Linked DNA regions of Ovis aries: region 1 is linked to region 2. A link is a contact called in public Hi-C data. All regions are on one chromosome and are shown on one strand. Each heading gives the region's core, a stretch centred on a gene start, on an enhancer-like site or on the middle of the called end of the contact. The rest is flanking DNA. Distances are from core to core; before and after follow the strand shown. Region 1 holds the start of BRD7 (bromodomain containing 7). Region 2 holds the start of CNEP1R1 (CTD nuclear envelope phosphatase 1 regulatory subunit 1).

Region 1 (4,658 bases), core at 1,814-4,313, 310 kb before region 2:
CAAAATCACTGCCGATGGTGACTGCAGTCATGAAATTAAAGATGCTTGCTCCTTGGAAGAAAAGCTATAACAAATCTAGACAACATATTAAAAAGCAGAGACATTACTTCGCCGACAAAGGTCTATCTAGTCAAAGCTGTAGTTTTTCCAGTAGTCGTGTATGGATGTGATCATAAGAATTGATGCTTTTGAACTGTGCTGGAGAAGACTCTTGAGAGTCCCTTGGACTGCACAGAGATCAAACCAGGCAATCCTAAAGGAAATCAGTCCTGAATATTCATTGGAAGTACTGATGCCGAAGCTGAAGCTCCAATACTTTGGCTACCTGATGTAAAGAACTGACTCATTTGAAAAGACCCTGATGCTGGGAGAGATTGAAGGCAGGAAGAGAAGGGGACAACAGAGAATGAGATGGTTGGATGGCATCACCAACTCAATGGACATGAGTTTGAGCAGGCTGCAGGAGTTGGTGATGGTCAGGGAAGCGTGCTGCAGTCCATAGGGTTGCAAAGAGTTGAATATGCCTAAGTGACTGAACTGAACTGAACTGAAGCTTTGCTCTACACTAGGGGGCATTGGTGGCTTGATTTTAGAGCAACAGAGGTTCCCTTCTCCAACACAACCCCTTTCCTCCACTCTGACCTCTGCCTCAGAGGTGCCAGAGCAGATTGTTACAAGGAGGTAACAGATACAAACTTTTATCCTTTGTAAAAAAAAAAAAAAAATCAGTTCCCCTCCTCTAAAGCAACCTCAGCTTCCCTGGCTAACCACTGGACTCTGATGGGGACGGCCAGTCACAGACTCTAATTCCTCTTGGCCATAGGGATGGACTTGGTATCCAAGCTGGATCCATCTCCCAATCCTTTGCCTATAAAACATGTGACCCAAACTAAGCCAATCAGGGACCTTCCCTGGAATTTTTTCCTGGATGATGCTGACAGGGAAGAGACCCTTTTCCCAATCAGTCAGGATACAGCTGCTGGAAACTATGTTTTCAGTCATGTAAGAAAAGAAAATGGAGCCCAACACAGAAGGATGAGACAAAGAAAGAGAGTATCAAACCCCTGGCTCCTATTTTTCTTCAGGGAAGCTTTACTCCTCCCTTCCTGGACATGTGACCCACTAATCTTTTTATTCATCTGAAATAATTCAAACTGGGTTTCTATCATTCTTTGACCACAGTTCAGTTCAGTCTCTCAGTCGTGTCCGACTCCTTACGACCCCATGAATTGCAGCACACCAGGCCTCCCTATCCATCACCAGCTCCCGGAGTTCACTCAGACTCAAGTTCATCGAGTCCGTGATGCCATCCAGCCATCTCATCCTCTGTCGTCCCCTTCTCCTCCTGCCCCCAATCCCTCCCAGCATCAGAGTCTTTTCCAATGAGTCAACTCTTCACATGAGGTGGCCAAAGTACTGGAGCTTCAGCTTTAGCATCATTCCTTCCAAAGAAATCCCAGGGTTGATCTCCTTCAGAATGGACTGGTTGGATCTCCTTGCAGTCCAAGGGACTCTCAAGAGTCTTCTCCAACACCACAGTTTAAAAGCATCAATTCTTCGGCACTCAGCCTTCTTCACAGTCCAACTCTCACATCCATACATGACCACAGGAAAAACCATAGCCTTGACTAGATGGACCTTAGTCAGTAAAGTAATGTCTCTGCTTTTGAATATACTATCTAGGTTGGTCATAACTTTTCTTCCAAGGAGTAAGCGTCTCTGACCACAGGACCCTAAATTACAGGTCTACCACTTAACCGTTGCAGTTCAAGTGAAAGCTACACATCTTTCTGGGAGAAGTGATCCAGAGGTCCAAACTCTTAAGTATAAATGACTGATGTCAGTTCCTTTCTTGTGAGTATAGGTTTATCTGGAAACACACAGTGCACTGTAAGCCTAAACATAGAGACAGTCAAGACCCCTTTCATCATATTCACAGATAAAAAGAGCTTATGATTCAGATTCAGAAAACCTGGATTTGAATCCTGGCCCTACCAGTAAGTGGCAACTTACTTCGTTTCTCTGGGCATCCATTTCCTCATGTGTAAAATGGGAATATATTTCTCCTTTTCTACCTTACAAGGTTGTCATGTCAAAAAATATCAACATTATTTTGTCTCTCTTCAGCCATCATCCCTGGGTGCGGTCTCAAACACATCTTAATATTCAGGTAAGTGCCAATGAGCAAAACTGTGAATAACTCATCTCATCAGTAGGGTTCAGCATCTAAGGATAAAGTCAAGGAGAAGCAGGGCTTAAAGCAGGAAAGAGGAGTGGACCTACATTAACCTGATGTAGTGTAGAGCAGTAGTGTTAGTCTGGACCTCTGCTTCGTGGGGATCCAGATTATTTTCATCATTTTTTCAATCTAATTTCTAAATTTTCTTTCATTTCAAAAAATAATAAATATGCAAGAGAAAATTTTCCAAAAATATAGAGAAGCGTAAAACTAAACCAATCACTCCACTCTCAGTCCTAGTCTCCTGAGATAACCACTATTAACAGTTCTTGTGCATCCGTCACAGCATTTTTATCCAGATACCAACGTTTATTTCCATAAATGCATCTTACTGAATACACTCTGCTCCATACTTTGTTGGTATTGTTTTAATTAAGGTCTTGAAGGTCTTTACATATCATTATATAAGTTTGTTTTGTTCTGTTTTAGAGATTAGAATCCTTCCGCTACCAATGTTCTGGGTTTCCTGGGTCTGGCGTCCAGTACAGGATTCAACAAACGTTAAAATGAAGATAGACGCTAGGGAAAGCGGGAGAGAAGGGAGGAGTCAGAAAGGAAGTAAGGCGATAAAAAGATAAGAAAAAGGAGGAAAGGAAGCAGGGGCAAAGAGGAGGGAGAGAGGGAAGGAATCAAGACAGGAAAGGAAGAGATAGGAAAGGAGGCAGACAGAAAAACGGGGATCTCAGAGCGGTGGACCCCGCCCTGGCCCCACCCACGAGCCGGACTCCGCCCCCAGGCCTCAGGGTGCAATGCCACCTCCAGCCGCGAGGGGCCGCCACGCCCAGCCGACCACTCTCTGCGCACGCGGCAGGCCCTCTCTCCCGCTTCCGCGCCGGCCGCTCGCCAACCTGCCGCCGCTCTCCGGCTCCGGCTGGGTCTCGCGCGCTCGGGCGCGGCTGGGTCTATTCGTGAGGGGGCCTCGCGCCGCTGGGCGCACGCCGTCCCCCTGCCTCGCGGCGCGGGGTCTCGCGGGCCCCGCTCCCGCCCTCCGCTCGCCTGGCCCGGACCGGAAGCGGCGCCGCACGGCCTGGGCCTGGCGCGGGGGGCGGGCACCGGGGCCCGATCGGACATGGGCAAGAAGCACAAGAAGCACAAGTCGGACAAACACCTCTACGAGGGTGAGGAGTGGGCCACGTGGGGGGCGGCGAGCCCACTGCCCTTCGGTGGAGTTTTCATGCCTTCGAGACAACTCTCCAGCTTCCGAGGCGGGCCGGGGGTCGCACCTCCCGCGGGCAGGCCTGGGCCCGCGAAGGGGGCGCGGCCCGCCTGAGCCGCGCCGGACCCCCCAGGCGGGGGCGGCGTTCGAACCCGGGACCTCCGGCCGGGGCGGGTCTCCGGTTGGGAGGTGTGAGGCGGGCCGGGGAGCGTTCGGGGCGTCCACTTGGCGAGTGTCCGTCATTCAACAGGTGCGTCGAGGGGCGCCCACTGCGTGCCATTGGCCGCCTCTGCCTGTGCGCCTCAGACTGACTCTCCCTACCCAGTTTTACTCTGCGTTGTGGATACTGCCCGGAGAGGCTCTCCTTTAATCGAGACTCTTTCGTTTCGTTTAAGAGTATGTAGAGAAGCCCCTGAAGCTAGTCCTCAAAGTGGGAGGAAACGAAGTTACCGAGCTCTCCACGGGCAGCTCTGGGCACGACTCCAGCCTCTTTGAAGACAAAAACGATCATGACAAACACAAAGAGAGAAAGCGGAAAAAGAGAAAGAAAGGAGAGAAGCAGATTCCAGGGGAAGAAAAGGGGAGAAAACGGAGACGTGTAAAGGTAAAAGGTCGTTGCGTTGCTTCAGCTTTGAAGGTGGTACTTTTCTGAGCGTTGCCGCCTCCCCCTGCCAACCTCACTTTATTTTTCCTTTGTGTCAAATGAGATGCTGAAACGTCTATAAAATCGGGCTGACTTTGAGGGCAGAATAGAAACATGAGTTATCTATGAGTTTCAACAACTCTTTAATTAGGTCCTTAGTTGTACTCACACATCAGGTGAGTGAACAGCTAAGTCCTCATTTTCAGGAGCTGCTTCAAAGAGTGGTTTTTCCATCTAGGAAAGGTAAAAGTCATGCTCTAGCAAAGCTTAGTGTTCGAGGTTTGGGGAAAACAATCATTTCAAAACTAAATGTGTTGTCACAGAGCACCAGATTTGAGCCCCCTGCGCCATACACCAAATTCCCACTGACTGTCCAAGTTTACGTGTGGTAGTGTAAATGTTTCAGTGTGCTCTCTTAATTCACACTACCCTCTCCTTCCCTTTCTCGGAGCTGGGAGGGAGGTTCAAGAGGGAAGGGATATATGTATACCTGTGGCTGATTGATGTTGATAGGGGGCAGAAACCAACAGAATATTGTAAAGCAATTAACCTCCAATTAAAAATAAATTTTTTAAAAAAGTATATGGGGTCTGCTGCTGCTAAGTCACGTCGGTCGTGTC
Region 2 (4,740 bases), core at 1,946-4,445:
TCAGTGTTTCTATAGATTTATGAAATTAAAAGCAGTAAGAACCAAGGTGGTAAAACTTTAATGTAAATTTCTGTTATGTGCTTTACGCTTTCTGCAGATTCAAAACAAAAAACACTCCCCACATTGGTAATGTAAACAAACCAAACAAAGACTCTTTTATGAATGCACTGAGAACTTGGCCTAAAGAATTTTGCCTTGCAGACAACCGCCTGTTGTTGAATTAAACAAAGGTCAGTGTTAGGAGTGTGGAGCCCACCAATCAGTACCAGATTTTCTTTAAGGGACTTAAGGAAAGTTGGGGTAGAATTACTGACAGTACAAGTTAGAAAGATTCTTTCTCCTCATTAAGGTAGAATTATTTTAGAAATTCTAGATAGAGCATAAGTAAAACTTGAGAATAAATAATATTACTAAAATACTACTATACTATTAAAAATAATACAGGGGCACCAAGACCTAGTTAATGTTCTAGAGACCAAGACAGTTACTTTCTTTCAATTGGGATGCAAACATTTTTAAAATTTACAGATCAAGCTTCAAAGAGCAACAGAAATAATGCAAAACCTTAATTATCTACAACCTCTGGTGATGCACTTTTAGAAGAGGCAAATCATAGAAAAACAATCTCATTTGAGTTATTTAATAATACTCAAAATTTCAAATTTATGCTCTCAGCTCAGAACAGATTAAACTCAGTTTCTTACATTTCTATATTTCCAATAAGAAATATACTAAAGTATACAGATTTTTCTTTTCTTGAAGCAAAATCATAATTAAACCCACCAGACAGGACCTCATACACATGGGTATACTAAACAAGCTGATGTCATTTATATGGAAGCACTGAGACGGTGAACCAGAGAAAAAGTGTACTCATTATATTACATTTGATAATCCTATACATTTAAAAAGATTCCCAAGTAACAGTGAAATAAGGTTTTTGGGATAATTCCTAGGTAAACGGGAGAGCTTGAGAAAAATCATTACTACTCGTGAATTCTGACCAATCAGAATTTTTGTAATGTATGATTAGCACTTTGCAAACAGATTTAATAAAAATTACACAAAAAATCCTGACATAGGGAAAGACCCCTGACTTCAGCAGTTCTCTTCAGTTCAGTCCTAACAACTGAATCGTACTTCAAAATAAAGTATGTCCTTCTCGGGCTTCCCTTGTGGCTCATCTGAAGAGTCTGCCTGCAATGTGGGAGACCTGCGTGCGATCCCTGGGTTGGGAAGATCCCCGGGAGAAGGGAAAGGCCATCCACTCTAGTATTCTGGCCTGGAGAAGTCCATCGACTATAACAGAGACCATGGGGTCCCAAAGAGTGGGACACAACTGAGCGATTTTCACTTTTCACTCTTCTTGGAAAAAATTAAACTTCAGCAATGAACAGCCAAGAAATTAAGACTCTCCCAACATAAGTTAACAAAGTATTTTGTTTACTGATCTTATCACTTATATATTTGTCTACATTTCCTATTTCCTATGTATTTCCATGGGGCAGTAACTACAATTCTTTCAAGTCACATTTTACAGTATTGTTGAATATCACTTCCTTTAACAAACTTTACTTCAATAGTTTATAGGCAAAATTGTAAAACTGCTAAACAGACTACTGAAATTTTTATTACGTGTTCTGGTAACCAGATTTGCCATATATGCATAACAAAATATATGTATTTTAATATAAACATAAAAAGTCAACCACACAAAATAAGACTATCCTTTTAGGGTTGTCGGTTTTTTTCCTTAAAATTTCTTTAAAATGCCGTTATTTACAATATTAAATAGATCTAGAACTGTCAAAACAAAAGGGAAATTATGGTTTAATAAAGCAAGCATATGGTTGTTTGTTTTTAAGCAAGCATTTGTTAATCGAAAGTTTTAGGTGAAAGCAAATCACTGCTAGGCAAAATAAAAGTATGAACTGTCAGCTTATTTTCCCTTAAAAAAAAAGTCCAAGCACTTACTTCTCCAACGGCCAGTGGCAGGTTGCAAGCAATGAATATATTCAGTAAGTCTCCTCTCGAAAGCCTTGAGATCTAGGTAAAAAGATTTCAATTTTGAAATTAGCCACTCTTACTAGTCTCAATTTATTACAATGAATTTTAGATACTCTAACTGCTTCAGGTCTTGCATACTGACTTACATGTTTACTTTTTTTTTAATCTGCACTGTTTACTTCTTTACTATGATAGCTTTACGCACTTGACAGAAACACTAGGTTTCTTTAGTTCCAATTTCACATAAAATGGTATGTGGAAAATCAGCAGCAGCCTCAGTCGGCGCTAAAAGCTAGAAATTTGGGGTTGCAAATAAAGAATCAAAATCAAGTAGAGTTTTAACTCTGCTGGAATCAAGAACTCCGTATTAGGATAATGTCTTACCTAGGACCAAAGTCTCGATGCCCTTATGTTTAATTAAGTTACGCTTTCAGTCTGCTCTTACTGGACTTCTGATACAGCTAACGGATGGGTAATGGAAAGACTCTCTCCTTTCCAGCCTCCCAAGAGCTTACAGATGATCTATGTGGCATTTCTGGAGCGCCGACGCCTGGTTCTACAAGACACAGGCGTTCAAGGTGTTCCCTCTGAATGAGCAAGGTAAGGTATCATTTTCAGTTGCGCTTTTCAAACTTTAAAAAGGAGACCAAGAAGCACTCCCTTACCCCGGCAGTTACCAAAAACCAAGGCAGGAATTAGGGATACAACTCTTATCGACTATTAGAAAAAAATAAAGTGAGTTAGCACCCTACAAGGCACAAGTACAACGGTTTGCTAACGAATAAGAAAGAAGTAACCGGGCGAGAAGCTCCCTGGTCCACGCACGGGGAATGGGGGGGAGCTGACGCAGCGCCTCTCCAGCGCCGGCAGAGGCCAGGCGCGCCGGAAGCAGCGCCTGGCCGTGTCCGGCCGCCCCTTGGCCCCTGGGCCGGCCCCCGCGCCCCCAGCTTCGGGCCCCGTCAGTCCATCCTTCGCGGCCTCCTCTCCCGACCAGGTTTCCACGATTCCGGCGCCTCTAGAGCCCCGCGAGCTTCCGGGAGGAATTAAGGAAGGGCCCAGGAAGCGTACCCTACCTTCCGCCTGCTCCAGCGAGTTCATGTCGGGCGGCAGCTCCGGTCACCGGCGCGGCCCCGTCCGCATCTCAGCTCCGCGGTCCCTGCCCGGCTCGCAGCGCCAACTCCCACCTCTAACCGCTTCCCTCCGCCCCTCTTCTTGGCACCTCCCCTTGACTAGACCCGCTACGCTCATTGGACGTTTCCGCCAGACCCTGTAACTAAGACGGTTTTCTACTGGCTAGTTCCCCACGGTCCTCGGGCACTGGCGTTGGACGGTCAGCCAGAGGGACCAAGAGTTGTCGGCGGCTGAGTTGGCGTGACCCTAGCGCCGCCTCCTGCCCTGGGGAGGAACTGCAGCCTGTCCTGTAAAGTTCATTCATTAGTGTGTGTACAATTCCTAGTTTCCTGCTTGGTTCTTTCATTACTTAAATAAGCCTGGCGTGCCGCAGTCCATGGGGTCGCCAAGAGTCGGATACGACTGAGCGACTGAACGTCGACGAACCCTTTAAGTACACATTTCTCCCTTGGTTATTTTTTCTCATGTCATCCAATTTTCATAAATCATAAAATGAGCAAAGTGTTCTGGAACTTATACAAAAAAAAAAAATCTGTAAGGCATTGACTACATTTATATTTGATTAAAACGCTTTCTTGCTCCTTTCCTTGTGGTCACTCATTCATTCAAGAACTATTGCATGTCTGGTAGGCACTGTATTTATGAGGGATGCAGTTTAGCAAGATAGACGAGGTTCCCATCCTCGAAATGAAAGTGTTACAGCAGACAGTAAACACGCATATAGGTCATTAATTTCAGATGAGCTTGGTTCTGTGGAGGAAGTAACAGGGTAATAGGATACAATGAGATAAGAGTGGGAGGTGGGTGGTGGGGCGGGCGGTGATGGGTAATGGGAACTAGTTCTAGGGAAGAGCTATTCAACACATAGGGCGGGGCGTTTGATTTGAGAGCCCCAGGAAGCATCTGGCCATGCAAAGATGGGCGCTAAGAAGCTCCAAGTGGCACTGGGATTTTTTTAACTGTTGGTATTTTATTCACTCAACCTTCAGTTTTCCTTTTCCCCACTTGTCATTGGAATTGACACATTCTTGCCCATTATTTCACTTTGTAGGTTCCTTTACCCTAACACTTCCAGAGCCTTCCTCTGGGACAAACCCTTTACATACATTATCTCATTTAGCGCTGGAACACGATCTTTTTTTAAACTGTGGGTCAAAACCCCTGAGAAGATCATGAAAGACATGCACTGAGCCATAATTGTTATTTTGTAAATATGAACTAAAGTAAAACCTAGAATGTTAGCATCACTAGAAGAATGTGTCATTTCGTGATTTTTTGTTTGTGTGTGTATCACATATGTGCTGTGTTCCGATCATTACGTAAAACATATATGTAACTAAGCGTTCCAATAAAAAAAAGTTTGAAAGCCACCAGTGTAGGTATTAATAGGCTCATTTACAATGAGAAAAATAAAACAAACTTGCCCAGAAGTGTGTGTGTCAGTCACACACTCATGTCACAGATTCATTTTCATCTGTGCACACACACAAAAAACATTGGCCATGCCTTTGAAAGGGTGTACATTTTTATCCTGTTATTGGCACCTGTATGTATGGATCATTAGGACCTGGGGAACAGTGATGGGGGAAGAGAGGAAAACAC

What was found. Hi-C and Micro-C count contacts between places; a contact is called where the count stands out from the background.
Region 1: a Hi-C map of tail adipose tissue shows a contact between it and region 2, with 2.8 times the contacts expected there. The contact joins the promoter of BRD7 here to the promoter of CNEP1R1 in region 2. A contact is called at or near these places in 3 of 16 Hi-C or Micro-C datasets (blood and tail adipose tissue).

The regions. Positions count from the first base shown.
Region 1 is chr14:18,291,149-18,295,806 of ARS-UI_Ramb_v3.0, reverse strand. BRD7 (bromodomain containing 7) reads left to right here and starts at 3,063. Exons shown (of 16, transcript XM_060397931.1): 1 at 3,063-3,357; 2 at 3,791-3,999. The coding sequence starts at 3,309.
Region 2 is chr14:17,985,027-17,989,766 of ARS-UI_Ramb_v3.0, reverse strand. It overlaps CNEP1R1 (CTD nuclear envelope phosphatase 1 regulatory subunit 1), which reads right to left and starts at 3,195. Exons shown (of 6, transcript XM_004014976.5): 1 at 3,081-3,195; 2 at 1,975-2,046. The coding sequence starts at 3,105.